Regions from separate parts of the Mus musculus genome. Here region 1 is linked to region 2. Evidence: chromatin contacts called from public HiChIP or PLAC-seq data. All regions are on one chromosome and are shown on one strand. Each heading gives the region's core, a stretch centred on a gene start, on an enhancer-like site or on the middle of the called end of the contact. The rest is flanking DNA. Distances are from core to core; before and after follow the strand shown. Region 1 holds the start of BC048507 (cDNA sequence BC048507). Region 2 overlaps 4930525G20Rik (RIKEN cDNA 4930525G20 gene).

Region 1 (4,318 bases), core at 690-3,189, 64 kb after region 2:
GGACAGGAACTCAAGCCGGACTGGAACCTGGAGGCAGGAGCTGATGCAGAGTCCTAGGAGGGGTGCTGCTTACTGGCTTGTTGCCCCTGGTTTACTCAGCCTGATCTCTTATAGAACCCAGGACCACCTGCCAAGGGGTGGCACCACCCACAATAGTCTGAGCCCTCCCCAGTTGATCACTAATTGAGAAAATGCCTTACCATTGGATTTCATGGAGTCATTTCCTCAAATGAGGGCCCTTTCTCTCTGATGACTCTAACTTGTATCATGTTGACACACAAAAGCAGCCAGTACTGAGGTGGTGGGCCAGGAACATGAGATTTACAGGCTGGCCCTACTTCCTGTCTGTGCTCTGCTTACTGTGTGTGATGTGTACTCTGACCTGGCACTTCCTGCCACCATATCATCCCTGCCTGCTGCCTTGTCTTCCCACCATGGTGGAATAATCCTGTTGAGCTGCAAGCCAGAATAAACCCTTCCTCCTCTCGTTGCTTTTTATTAAGCATTGGGTGATAGCATTGAGAGATGTAATTAATAAGACATGTACATATTTTTCCTGGAATTCTGTGCCATAGTGAACATATTAAACATTAATAAGTGCTTAAATTGCTATTAACTCTTTGTTTTTAAATGTAAAAGTTAGAAAGGAAAAGGGGCCCAGAATGGGGAAGAGATTTGTTATTTCTGTCTGTCCTCTTCCTCTTCCTCCTCCTCTCCCTCCTCCTCCTCTTCCTCTTCTTCCTCCTCTTCCTCCTCCTCTCCTCCTCCTCCTCTTTGTTTTTGGTTTGTTTGTTTTGTTCTGTTTTGTTTCTGTTGACATAGGTTTTCTCTGTAGCCCCAGCTGTCCTAAAACTGGCTCTGTAGACCCGGCTGGCCTTGAACTCACAGAGATCCATCCACCTGCCTCTGCCTCCCAAGTACTGTGATTAGTTGAATGGGCTGCCAAAGCCAGGAAGATTGCTCTTTTCTGCTAATCAGTGGCCCCATTTACTGCTGAGAAATGATAAGAACTAAGAGCTTATAGTAGTTATAAAGTTGGGGGTATCAGGCATGAGTCACTTGCAAAGGCTCGGAAATTTTTCTTGCATATCTGTGGGTAAATCTTGCTCTCTTAACCTTGTCTGGGAACTTGCAATTAACCAGAAGCTTCAAATAAGTAAAATGGGGGGAAAAATGGTAACGTAGGTACATCCAATTCAAATTGAAATATGATCTGAATCTTTATATAATTTCATGTATTAGCCAGGGCTGTGGGCAGTGTGCGGATTTTTCTGTTGCGGGTGGTTTGAGAATGTTTTCAGCTGATGCACAGTGCCATCTTCAGGTCTGTGAACACAGCTGCGAACATGTCAGCAAGGTATGACAGCAAATGTTATGGGTTAATTGAATCTTTCAGGAATATGAACACAGAGCTCCGGCGTGTGCCCGTATTTGGAAACAGGAGCATCACAGGTATAACTAATTAAGATGAAGCCATTAGAGGTTCATCAGGTCCCGCGTGTTTAAATCAGTCTTTCTGAAGTTTCTTAGGGAAATACGCTCATTTTTCCCCCTCGTGAAATAGACACAGTGCGCCGGGCGTGGTGGCGCACGCCTTTAATCCCAGGACTCGGGAGTCTGAGTTAGAGGCTAGCCTGGTCTACAAAGTGAGTTCCAGGACAGCCAAGGATATACAGAGAAACCCCGTCTCGAAAAACCAAAAAAAAAAAAAAAAAAAAGTTTTGATTTTATTGGAGAGTAGGCCGGTTCATTTAAAATATTTCCCTCAAGCAACAGCAGTGTCTGCTGCTTCCACTGCATTTCCTCACACATGTGAATTTCTGATTCATGAAAAGCCAGGTCTCCAGGGTTCGGCTCCCCACCTCAGAGGGTCAGCGGGTAATTGTGCAGTCACAATGAGGCGGTTTCTTGCTTTTTGTGACAAAATAAACCACCTACCAAATGGCTCCTGAAGGGGTAAAGAAAAGGTAGCAAACGCATACAGTTAAATATTTAGCTAAGAGATGCGCCACGGCTTCGGCTTCAGCAGGGACCGGCTGTCTGCTGCTGCTGCTTGAGCACCGCCAGCATCTTCCCTAGGGGCACGCAGCGGCCGATTGGCCCCTGCTCCGCGGTAACCATGTGCGATCGGAAGGCAGTGATAAAAACTGTAGACATGTCGGAAGAGATGCAGCAGGACTCGGTGAGGTGTGCTATCCAGGCGCTGGAGAAGTACAGCACAGAGAAGGATATTGCGGCCCATATCAAGAAGGAGTTTGACAAGAAGTACAACCCCACCTGGCACTGCATTGTGGGCCGGAACTTCGGTAGTTACGTGACGTACGAAACCAAACACTTCGTCTACTTCTACCTGGGTCAGGTGGCCATTCTTCTCTTCAAATCTGGGTAAAAGCGTGGACTGACTGCATCCTAAATGTCAAATACCAGAGTCCGGATCTTCAGCCTTGTTAAGGGAACGCCTCGTCTGAACCTGTTGTGTTCTGTAGAGGGCCTCATTCTCTGTACAAGTTTGTGGTTATAAAATTAGTGAAACAGCTTACATTTGTATTTATTTTCTAGCCCATACTTCTGTACCCTAGTTTTTTCTCCCTTAGGTCATTCCTTTAAAAATAAATCTGGTGGAGATGCCATAAAAAAAAGAAAAAAAAAAAAAAAAGAAAAATCTTAACACGGTTGCGCATGGGAGGTGGGTGTGGCGGGGGGCGGCGGGGGGGGGGGGAGATTAAGTTCAAGAAAACAGACCAGCCCTGTTTTCCTTCCTTTTATTTATGAGTTTTGACCTTGAATAACAACTGTTGGCCTTGGAGCTATGTTTTCTCTATAAGAAATATGCATTTGTCTTTCAAATCTTTTAGGATGGTTATAAAGAGATTGAATGTAAATCCAGTGTTGTTTGTTGAAGTCTATCATAACACATGCTAATGAGATCACTCATGCCCACCGAGATAGCGTCACTGCCTGTTCAGGCCACAAGATACTTCTTATGACAAGACACTTGAGGTATCTCCATTTCAAAATATTATTAACAGGGCTGGAGAGATGGCTCGGAGCTTAAGAGCACTGGCTGCTCTTCCAGAGGTCCAGAGTTCAATTCCCAGTATCCATATGGTGGCTCAGAGTGGCTCATAAGCATCTATAGTGAGAATTGGTGCCCTCTTCTGGCCTGCTAGCATACATGCAGGAAGAATGCTGACTACACGATAAATAAATAAATAAATAATCTTTAAAAATATTATTGGCAATTTAAAATATCTTCTAGTGTGTCTTTCTTTACCCCTCCCTCCCTCCCTCCCTCCCTCCCTCCCTCCCTCCCTCCCTCCCTCCCTCCCTCACTCCCTCCCTCCCTCCCTCCCTCCCTTTTTAAAGCTGAAAGGGAGAGATTTAATATGGCCACACTGGGAAGAGGAGCAAAGAAAACTGTCTTCCCTAAGTCCATAATTGGGGATCCTAAGGTGAGGATTTCATCAATGGATGAAAGCCCCTGTAACCCTGGGAGCCACTGTCACCTACTGTATTGTCTGAGTGGCATTGTTTCTGTACTGAGAGCTAGAATGGCATCTTTCATATTTATTTCCTGTTTATACCTTGTGCCCGTTATACCTTTACCACAACCAAAGTTTTGTTCTTGTGGATTCATCCATTCTCTGTGGTTTTAATGAGCTCCGTGTTAATGAGGTCTCACAGTCAAAACAACCATGCAAAGCTTTGAACAGAGAGGAGTAATGGAAAATAATTAGGATCTATTTTAGGTCCCTGGTCTGTCAGTGTCAGCAGGAAGAGAGGGAACAGACTCTGTGTAATGAGCAGAGGACATAGCTCAGCAGGGAGCCGTCTTAATGAATTTACCCAAGCTAATCTGGAAAGGCTGGACAAAGAACAAACTTAGACTCCTGTGTGTTTAACCACTGAGCCTGTTTTATTCGAAGCTTGGTTTTCAGGCTTTAGAAACCGTAGTCTGTATGAAGAAAGTATATACACTCAACGTTGGGGCTTTTCAAAAAAAATTATGAGATCATTTGTTTCATAAACTTAGTTTTCCACTTAATCAAAATCTAAATGTTGATGCTACAAATGGAACATTTCAATAAAACAGGGAAGGAATGCTGTAAATGGGTATTTGAGGTGTGTGTGTGTGGGGGGGGTGGCGTAGCAACAGCTTTCTTCTCCTCCCTCTTGATTAAAAAAAAAAAATCCAATGTGGTCAAGTTTACTCACTCTCACGGTTTCCTGGACTTTAGTTATGTAATGTTATAGCTGATAGCCTTAGATTTTTTTTTTTTTTTTTTTTTTGTGGATAGCATGATGTTGGAATGACCAA
Region 2 (4,680 bases), core at 385-2,884:
AAGTGTATAAACATGACTACTCAATGGAATGGTTAAGGGGAAGGTTTTTATTATAGATATGAGAGACAAAACAGGAAGAGTCTAGAGCACAGAGCAAGAAGTAGACCAAACATAGCCAGCAGACTGGACATGACTATGGAAAAAGCAGAAGCAGAGAGGGGGGTGGGTGGAGGGAGGGAGAGGAGGAAAGGGGGAGGAGAAAGAGGAGGCAGAGGCAGAGGGGGAGGAGGAGGAGGAGGAGGAGGAGGAGGAGACAGACAGACAGGACCCATCATGGTGAATAGCTGGGGTAAGGGAAGCCCATGAACTGAAGGGCATTTAGGCAAGGGGAAAACGGAGAAAACCCTAGGCTATGGACTTTGAAATGTGTAACTTGTGATACTGAGGGATTCTGAATGCCAGTATGAGCTTTGGTATAAATTTTTGATTTCTTCATTGAGGGGTATTCTTCTCTGCTATTCTACAATGGCTAAAAGTCAATATTGCCTTTTGTTTTGTTTTGTTTTGTTTTGTTTTTTTTTGTTTTGTTTTGTTTTGTTTTGTTTTGTTTTGAGACAGGGTTTCTCTGTGGAGCCTTGGCTGTTCTGGAACTTGCTCTGTAGACCAGGCTGGCCTTGAACTCACAGAGTTCTGCATGCTTCTGCCTCCCAAGTGCTTCTCGGAATGGGTTTCTGGTTGCCGAGTCGGCAAGAGTGGGTGACAGATGCAACACGAGAGAGTGTGTTGAATCTGAATGTAATGTACAAACGAAAACCGGACTTTAAAAAAAATATTTATTAAGTAAGTACACTGTAGTGGTCTTCAGACAGACCAAAAGAAGGCCTCAGATCTTATTACGGATGGTTGTGAGCCACCATGTGGTTGCTGGGATTTGAATTCAGGACCTTTGGAAGAGCAGCCAGTGTTCTTAACTGCTGAGCCATCTCACCAGGCCCCAAAACCAGACTTTTTTAAACAGAAGAAAAAACAAGAAAAGCCAGGCAGACATATCCACTGAGTTACAGTGACACAAAACAAAAGGAATTCATACATCAAAAGATGGCGGGGACCAGGCCTTGTTTTCCACTTAGAATGGAACCAGATGTAATGCTAGTCTAATGTTAAACCCACCACCAGGTGTTCTTAGTAAATACCTGATTATGCTGTTCCTTTGGGCCTATTGAAGAAACCTGTCCCAGGGGGATTACCTTCCACTAATTCTTCCATGGTTAACCCACCTATTCACTAGGCCATTGTGTATTCCCTTGTTTGGGTGAGACTCGGCTATTGTCCTCAGTAATTGCAATGCAGACTAGCCCGGAGCTATTCTAGCTCTGTTCTTTGTAATGCCTAATTAGTTTCACTGTCTCTACTAGAAGTGAATTTGAATGTTACTGAATAGGTAATATTCTTACTGAATTCCTACTGAATTCCAAGCTCATAGGCTTCAAGGATTTTCTATGATGTTAGAACACTGCTGGAGGCTTACCTATGTCAAAAATCAATCTTTAAAGGCACTTATAATAAAACAATACTGAAAGAGAGCATACACCAGACTAACTCGGGGACAGGGTTTGAGTATATGGGCTATGAGAATGTCAAGGTTCCAGGAGGCTGAGTTTCCTTGAAACTCTTTGCCTTGTGACTGCCTCCAGGCCTTTCGACCGGACAGGCAGACTTCACTGGAGTGGGTGTAGCAGGTCCCTAGCACCAACAGTAAGTAGTAAATACTAAGGATTGCTTTAGCCAACAAATAAGAATTTTGTGTTGTATTTCCAAAGGATAGTGCCAGGGAATGGTGGTGCACACTTTTAATCCCAGCACTTGGGAGGCAGAGGCAGGTGGATTTCTGAGTTTGTGGCCAGCCTGGTCTACAGAGTTCTAGGACAGCCAGGGCTATACAGTGAAACTCTGTCTAGAAAAACCAAAAAAAGAAAAAAAAAAAAAGAAGAAAGAAAGAAAGAAAGAAAGAAAGAAAGAAAGAAAGAAAGAAAGAAAGAAAGAAAGAAAGAAAGAAAGGAAGGAAGGAAGGAAGGAAGGAAGGAAGGAAGAAAGAAAGAAAGAAAGAAAGAAAGAAAGAAAGAAAGAAAGAAAGAAAGAAAGAAAGAAAGAAAGAAAGAAAGAAAGAAAGAAAGAAAGAAAGAAAGGAAGGAAGGAAGAAAGAAAGAGGGAGCAAGCAAGCTGCAGAGGACAGAAGGACATGGGCTTATTTCATTTCTCTACAAGTCCAATCTGTGCGTAATATGCAAGCTATTAAATTATTAAATTTGAACACCCCAGCTGGTATCCCTCACAAAAGTGTCCTGCACTCAACTAAATATATTTCATACTAAAAACAGTAAAGTGGAGAATTTCTCTTCTCTTTTCCTCTCCCATTTCTCATTAGAATTTTTGTTGAAATCGATTCACAGGAGATACTGAAACACACTGAAATAATACTGAGCAGAGAATACAGTGGAGAACACTGAGGAGCACATCTGGAGATTAAAATGTGTGACTAGTGCCTGAAGATCAAAATTTAATCCCTCACTGGGTCATTTTTGGAACATTTCCAGAGTTCTCAGTCAGCTTATCGGGATGTTATAAGTACATTTTAAAACGTAAGAAACTAAGCAGTTAACAATATGCAAATTTATTATGTACACACAGAGAAAAATGCTTTTATTGCTGTCTGGATGCTACAGTAGTTTTCAATGTGTTTAGTAGACCCATAGTTCATAGTAATGGTTTTCTAAATATTCTTGTCTGTGCATCAGTCTGACCAGTTCTGTGTCCTTTCTCCTTTAGTTGACTGGACAGGATATACCTGCATATTAGTTCAGCAACCCTTCCCCACTTGCCAGGCATCCTATCGTCTGTGCACACTCTGCACGACCAGCTGCCAGCTGCTGCCTTCGCAGTGCAAACACTCCAGATAAAGAGAGCTCCTCGTGAAGAGGAAAATGCCAAGTGTTCCACATCTGGCCTACGCTTGGAGATTGGAGTGATCAGCACAGTAGCAAGTCTTTGGCTCACTCACAGCTCTAGTTTCTTAATTATAGCAACTCTAGATGGATACCTCTCATGGATGCTCCCCACACTTCTTGGCCAGTCTGAGCTTGAATTAAATAGAAAGAGTATTAATGAATATTCCTATACCCATAGGTCAATATGTAACAGGAATAATGTAGAATATAAATTGGTGTAAATGCAATGTGGATTGCCCACACGCCTTTTAGGTATTTCCCAAATTCTCCCTCCAGTGACTTTGTTCTCAGCTAGTTTTTTGAAACAACCAGCAGGATCTGAAAATGAAGAATGCACTTATAATTTACTCACGTCTAAGAGTTCTGATCGTTTAATTGTCATGAAAACCTGAAAAAGTGTCAAGACTTTTGTGGAGGCAAAAAACAAAACAAAACAAAACAAAACAAGACCTCCACCAGTTGGAGTGATAGAGCCTCACCTCTTCTCTGGTCCTCTAAAGCAGCACATCACTGTGATGTTTTCCCATCAGTTTTTGATTTGTGTTCCATGTATCACCCTTCATTTCTTTCATGAGTTTATAAGAAGAACTAAGACATCATGCCTCCTCAATCACAGTGTCCTCACACAAGGACCTGGGGCAGTTTTAATAAAATATTGATTCGCCTCAGTAAGGGACAGATATTAAAGACCTTTTAAAAAGCTGTAAGTTGCCGGATGTGGTAGCACACGCCTTTAATCCCAGCACTCGGGAGGCAGAGGCAGGTGGATTTCTGAGTTCGAGGCCAGCCTGGTCTACAAAGTGATTTCCAAGACAGCCAAGGCTATACAGAGAAACCCTGTCTCGAAAAACCAAAAAAAAAAAAAAAAAAAAAAAAAAAAAAAAAAAAAAAAAAAAAAAAAGAAAGAAAGGAAGAAAGAAAAAAGAAAAATCTCTAAGTTGGTCTTGTAATTCTGGAAAAATCTAAGCAACTAAGCAGGCTCAGAACTCAGGCCTTCGTGAGAAATAAATGCCTATGTTCTTCAGGTCAATGCTAGCCAGCAGCAAACAGGAAATACGTCCAAATATTCACAAAGTGCTTCCTGAGACAGGAGTTTGGTGGAAGCCAGTCTCTTGTCGGGATGTCAGTGATGGTATAAATTATTACTCAGGCTCTGTCATGCTCTCTGCTGACATTTCTTCCTTCCTGTCCTGTGTCTGCATGTACAGGCACCAGCTCACCAGGTGAGAACATCGAAGAGGGACAGCTGCAAGATAGTCACGGCAGCGCCGTTTTATTACACTCCAACATATTTCAGGTACCATCCGAGAAACTCCCACTAATTTTTTTCCTTTTGAGACAGTGTCTCTCTACATAGCCTTGGCTGTCATGTAGATCAGGGAATCTCCAGAGACCCACTTGCCTCCGCCTCCTGAGTATTGGGAATTAAAGGGATACATCACCAGGCCAGGCTCTGATTTTCTCTTTGGTTAGACACATTTTTTTTTCAGAAGAGGAATAAATGGAGAAATAAAATGTCTTGCTAAGGTACACAGCTGACTTAGGGTCAGCACTAAGTGATCCTGTCTTCCGTCTGTCTGTGCTAAGGAGGAAAAACACTGAGTGGTTGGCAGGCAGGAAGTAAGGGTGTTTTGAGAGCTGATATCTAGCTGTTGTGATTTTTTTAAAAGCTGTCTATAATTATATGACTCTTGCTCAGCTCAGTGGAGCTTCAATGAAGACAGAGACTGACTGT

The links. HiChIP or PLAC-seq counts read pairs in DNA pulled down with a chosen protein or histone mark.
Region 1: a contact with region 2 is called in an H3K27ac HiChIP or PLAC-seq map of embryonic stem cells, with 6 read pairs. The contact joins the promoter of BC048507 here to the enhancer-like site in region 2. A contact is called at or near these places in 4 of 39 promoter capture datasets (embryonic stem cells, liver and trophoblast stem cells), 1 of 484 Hi-C or Micro-C datasets (embryonic stem cells), 1 of 115 datasets of contacts at active chromatin or transcription factors (embryonic stem cells) and 1 of 9 other capture datasets (adipose tissue).

The regions. Positions count from the first base shown.
Region 1 is chr13:67,861,387-67,865,704 of GRCm38.p6, forward strand. BC048507 (cDNA sequence BC048507) reads left to right here and starts at 1,940. Exons shown (of 1, transcript NM_001001185.3): 1 at 1,940-2,537. The coding sequence starts at 2,120. The coding sequence ends at 2,389.
Region 2 is chr13:67,797,692-67,802,371 of GRCm38.p6, forward strand. All of the region lies in intron 2 of 4930525G20Rik (RIKEN cDNA 4930525G20 gene), which reads right to left. Among named protein-coding and RNA genes, the nearest start is that of Zfp273, 14 kb to the right of the region's middle. Within about 2 kb of position 1,635, at least 9 of the 459 cell types and tissues checked have an H3K27ac peak or open chromatin away from gene starts, as enhancers often do. A contact at or near this core is called in embryonic stem cells and trophoblast stem cells, where this site is marked.